Linked DNA regions of Anser cygnoides: region 2 is linked to region 1. A link is a contact called in public Hi-C data. All regions are on one chromosome and are shown on one strand. Each heading gives the region's core, a stretch centred on a gene start, on an enhancer-like site or on the middle of the called end of the contact. The rest is flanking DNA. Distances are from core to core; before and after follow the strand shown. Region 1 overlaps LOC125179634 (a long non-coding RNA gene). Region 2 overlaps EFHB (EF-hand domain family member B).

Region 1 (2,794 bases), core at 118-2,617:
TGCATACGTTTCTTCACAATTTACACTCCAAATGGGACTCCTGCCTAATGTTGATGTTAAGTGAATACTATCATAAGCACGTGCAGAAAGAGACCATATATGATATATAGGAAAGCAGTAGGTGAAGCCATTTGGTGAAATAATCGTACTCCTCAGTCATGTGAAAGCAAGGGTTGTCCAAAAAGAGTAAACAACAACTCTGTACATAATGAGTACAGAAGCCACAGATTAGTCCTCCTGTATTTTTATTTTGCCCAATGTTATGGGTAGTTAACCAGAGGAGTTTACTTTAGGAGATGACTAGAGAAAGAATTCAAAGTATTGACTGTCAGATTTGAAAGCAGGGGAAAGGCACCTTTAAGAGGCTTAATCACCCATCCCAATTACTGAAAGCAGTAGACAAATATTTCCAGTGAACTGTTTACTTACAGTGAACATGAATTGCAACAACATTTCCAAAGCCTTTTTCTTGGTCTGGAATCCGTTTTTTTTTGGGGGGGGGGTAGCAGGGGATGCACCTCTTAGATGCTACCTCCTTACCTCAGAAAGTCTTAACTCCCTAAAGCTGATTCCATTTCAGAAGCTGAAAACCCTGGTTTCTCCAGATGGTTATTATTCTCTTCCTTACATTGCCACTTTATTCTTTATTTAGCATAGTCTTTCATGTGTACTTCAACAGAATGAATGACACCCCCCCCCAATAAATAAATAAATACACATCTAGATTTAACTTACAGAAACAGCATCCAAACCTTAAAACATGCTTTGACCTACTCCAAGTATAAGATAGTGCTGAGTTAACCTTATCCAAAGGTGCAGTCATTTTTAGGTCACAGGAATAGGTATTTTAATTATTTCTCATATATTCTTCATGAGTTATCTGATGAAGTGCAAGCCTCATTCTTGAACCAAAAGATTACACAGTAACTCTTATTTCACCCTGAAAGTGCAAAAACAAGCCAGTAACAAAAACAAGCTGTTCAGTAGTGATTCAGCAAATGCACCAGAAATGCAACTCTTCTACTTGAAAAACTTGGGTTGTGTGTTACAACTCCAGAATGATTAGCTTTTTATCACACGTCTAAAAGCGTTTTTTAAGAAACCAGGAAGATATGGATGAATAAATTGTTGCAGTACTTATGGATTAAGCAAAGCTATTGAGTTTCAGGATAAAGAAAATACACACAGATTTTTACTTTTAAACACAGCTATGGGTCTTCTTTCAGACAGAATGAAGAATTGCAGCATCCCCCACCTCCCTGTTCCTTGTATCTCTTTCATGAATGATATTAAAGACTTCAAAGTATGGTTTTACATACTACATCAAGGAAAAGATTTTTCACTGCCTGGCCACTGATGGGGCAAGATCCCCACCTAGCGCATCCCGCACCGCATTGCAGCGGGTGCGACTCGGCATTCTCTCAGCCCCAGCAGGTACACGGCCAGGAGTAAAACATACATTGCATACATATACACATGTACTCACAGTATATTCACTGTTACTGCTTTGCGACTGCAAAAGAGTTGGTTGCAAATGCAGCTTCATTTGGCCTTTTAAGCATAATTTCAGGTGTGAGATAAGCCTACAAGAAATACAGGCATCAGATTAATTTTTCTCTCTAACATAAGGAAGAAGGAGTTGTACAAGACAAAAAAAGGACTAATTTCAAGGTAGGAGTGTTTAGAAGAGGGTGAGGTTCACTCACACAAAGTGCTAATCTTACAGAATTCCTACACTTACAGAAAAACAGCAAGGACTCACTTTGCACATACACAGTTCACCCATTAGAAATGACAGGAAGAACACAAACATATTAGAACACTGAAGTGTGGTTATTCACAACAGAAAGACTGTGCTCTACCTGTGCAATACAACCACAGCCCAAGTATTTGTATGAAGTGATTCTGAATACAGCTTTCTCTTGATCTCTAGGTGATGCTGTGTAAAATTGAAGGTCCATGCTTCAGAAAGATGAATACCGGAAACAAAGAGAAAGACATGGAAATAATTGCATAAATGAAAATCTTTACTTCTGGAGTTGGCTTGGAAACTATGATAGGAAAAATAAAGTTTACATTGTAAATGTCAACATGGGGCAGATGTTGACATGGGTCTTGTACATGTGTGAACTTCAGAATCAAAAGTGAAATTTATCTTTTGAACACTCAGAAACAATCTTAGGGTTGTAATCAGTACCAAAGTCTAGCTGGAGATTAATTACTAGTGGTGTACTGCAGGTGTAAAGACTGTGGCCAATACTTATTGACTCCTTCATTAGTGACCTAGATAATAGAATAGAGTGTACCACCAGAGCATTTGTAGATAATACAAAACTGGGAGGAGTGGTTGATACACCAGATAGTTGTGCTTCAACTCAGGAGGACCTCAGCACACTGAAAAATAAATCCAACAGCAACATCGTTAAATTCAACGCAGGGAAACGTCAAGTCCTGCACTCAAGGAGGAATAATCCCAGACAAAAGTACATGCTGTTAGTTGTACAGCCCCCCCCCCCCCGCCCCCAATGCCTACCATCTAGAAGACAACTCTAGAGAGAGCATTCTTGGGGTCTGGTTCCAGGGGACAACAAGCTGACCAGGAGCCATCAATATACCTTTGGAGGAAAGATAGCTAACAATATCCTGAATTGTATTTGGAAGAGCACTGACAGTAGGTCAAAGAAGGATTTCTTCCCCATCCCTCTTCAGTTCGGGCAGTCATATCAGCAGTGCTGGGTCCAGACTATTCCCCATTACAAGAGAGAAATGGACTTACTGAAGAAAGTTCAGCAAA
Region 2 (2,754 bases), core at 221-2,720, 300 kb before region 1:
AAACATTTTAAATAGGATGTTTTTATATAACTAGAGTTCACTGTTTATTGTCTTTCTGAATACTGCATTCACCGCAAATTTATATAAATGTTTCTGCCCTAGTTGCAGTTACTAGGAACCGATATCCGTATGAAAAAAAGAGGATACATGTACAACATGTTTGTGAAAGGAATTCAAATTTTTGTCTTACATTCTTTATCATTTTTTTTAAAACATTGTTTCTAAGTCTAAATCATAATACTTTAGAAATGGACACTTCTGCATTTAGGATTTTTCTCTCTCTGGAAGACCTCTTAAAGATAATTATCATAGAAAAACATCTACCCTTGTTTCTAATGTTCTATAACTCCTCGTCAGTAAAATGGTAGCAAACAGAGAACTGTCTAGGGTGTTATTTGATGTGTTTAAAAATCCGTGTGACAAAGTGCTTTACAGTAAGATACTTGGTCGTGGGTGTGGGGCTAAAGCATTTTCATGAAGTAGACACCATAAGAATCAATCTGTTAAGTGCAAAAATAAATGCCCAATTGTGCGGCAGAGGGTTCGTATTCTATATCCCAGCTTATGGCTATTAGGTACTAGTATTGAATTTTCACAATAAAAAAAGAATGGATATTTAGAAGAATATTTGCGTATTACATAAAAATACAGACTAGTAGTCAGAGAAGTTTAGGAGGTCTTTCAGAGTGCTAACTGTTCACCTTTGGCTAGTGCAATTTCTTGGGAATAGTGATCATAGACGAAGCCTTGTGAATCACTATGGAAATCCCAATGAATATATTATGAAGTAAAGTAAGAATAAACAATGGAAAGTAAATAATACTAAAATCTGCAACTGTGAATTGAAGTGTTCATTCTTTACCTACTTTACTGAGTTTGGTATGAAACCAATGGAAAGTGTTTGGTATTGGCAGTGAGAATAATTGCTTTTAGATTTTTTTTTCAATTGAAAAAAATCTAAAAGAAAAATCCTTGCCCAATGTGATAATAGAATACAGGATTTCAGGAACAATATTGCTTTCTCACCTATCAGTGCTTCCATTATGTTACAACAGCAAGATTTAAAGAATTATTTAATGTTGGTGGCCAAAATTGTTACCAAGTTCTCAAATGTAAGTGAAGGTTGTATTTATTTTAAATACTAAGAATGATTGTGTAACGTCAGTTTAAAATTTAGTTGTGTTGCTTTTTTTCACTTAGCACTTGTGATTGTTGAGCTTACTCTTTCACTGATTTTCTAGGAGTTTGTAATTTACCGGTTTGTACAAAAACATCTCCCTTCTGGATCAAGTAACAACAGAAAATGCTGAGTCAAGTAATTCTGAAGTTTTAGCAACAAAGGGTTCAGTGACTCATCTTTTTAATTATTATTGCAGAATTTTAATAGTAGCTGTCTTGCATCATGTAGAAAAAATGTGCTTTCTGGTATCTCCAGGGAGCAGCAGGTAGTGGAAATCTTTCCTGCTGTGAATGAAAGTTGTTCTGTACTTTTGTTGCCTTGCCTTCCCATCCTTCTGGATCTCTCTGCATGCACTGGGAAGTGTGCAGAAAGCAGACTGACAATCTGAAGTGAAATCATGACAGAAAGATGAATGTACTGCTAATTTAAAATTGCATTTATTGCGTCAGGATTTAACCACCTCGGTGCAGTTCCCTAGAGCTCCTCTGCTCATACAAGGTAGGAGGGAAGAAACCTTTGCCTTCATGTGGTCCAATTCCAAAAGTATCAGACAGAATTACTGTTAAAGAACATGTTGCTGTTCTTGTTCAATAGAAAATTTTGGGTGAAAAGTTTAAGCTTACTACAGAGAAAAATGGGGGAAAAAATCAGATGTGAATATTCATAGAAGAGATTTTTGTTTGTTCAGCAGCTAAAAACTGTATACCATATTTTTGGATCTACTGTAGAGATGCCCCCTTTCATTCCTTTACTTTCAGTAGAATATTTTCCTTTGTCAGTGAAACAGATTTAACATCGTTCTTGGGCAGTCAGCTAAATAAGTCTATAATAATCATAATACTTAAAAAAAAAAAAAAAAAAAGACCAGTTTTGGCTTTTCTTGAAACTATGTTTCTGACCTCGTACTAAAGGTTTCCTTCTGAGTTTGTATTTTATATGTACTGGAAGTGCTGCTCACCTAAACTTACCTCTTTTATAGAAGTAAAGAGAATAATGGCTTAATCACTGCACAGAGCTGTAAATTCTACTTGTAGGTTGTTGTTTTCCATTACATGCTTATGAGACCTCTGAAAGATTTAATTTCTGTGACACAGCCAGTTAATTCTGTGGAGTTTCTGAATCCTTTTGTTTGTTTCCTTTTGTTAAATGCTTTATGCACAGAGTCTTCGTGAAGATCTTTATACTTCATTTTTGTCTTTACAACATGTATGAATTCAAAGATACATTTATAAACTTTTAAAGCTCCAAGTTGTGTTCGTGATTTTGTGGTTCCTATGGGCCATATCCAAGGCAAGGTTTTCTGGAAATGGTTAGCAAAACAACCTTCACTATGACTTAAACATGCATTCTAAAAACAAACACACAAATTTAGCACTCAGGTAGATTTATTTTGTTAACAGCTACATTACAAAACAACAGGGATTGTAAGTATGTTGATTTTGTAGACAAAACAAGTAAACAGAAAATTCTGATAAAGGTAAGTGTCTGGGCAAAAAAAAAAAATCTGGCCAAATTTTCTTCATATAATTTTCTTAAAAGTAGGCACTGGCTAAAATACACAGCACATTCAGATG

What was found. Hi-C and Micro-C count contacts between places; a contact is called where the count stands out from the background.
Region 2: a contact with region 1 is called in a Hi-C map of granulosa cells, with 2.5 times the contacts expected there. The contact joins two enhancer-like sites. A contact is called at or near these places in 2 of 7 Hi-C or Micro-C datasets (granulosa cells and liver).

What each region holds. Positions count from the first base shown.
Region 1 is chr2:39,066,519-39,069,312 of Taihu_goose_T2T_genome, reverse strand. LOC125179634 (a long non-coding RNA gene) reads right to left here. Exons shown (of 5, transcript XR_001203625.3): 3 at 1,863-1,962; 4 at 1,487-1,583; 5 at 1-940. Among named protein-coding and RNA genes, the nearest start is that of KCNH8, 17 kb to the left of the region's middle. Within about 2 kb of position 1,367, at least 1 of the 3 cell types and tissues checked has open chromatin away from gene starts, as enhancers often do.
Region 2 is chr2:39,364,682-39,367,435 of Taihu_goose_T2T_genome, reverse strand. EFHB (EF-hand domain family member B) reads left to right here. Exons shown (of 13, transcript XM_066991888.1): 13 at 1-2,580. Among named protein-coding and RNA genes, the nearest start is that of RAB5A, 16 kb to the left of the region's middle. Within about 2 kb of position 1,470, at least 1 of the 3 cell types and tissues checked has open chromatin away from gene starts, as enhancers often do.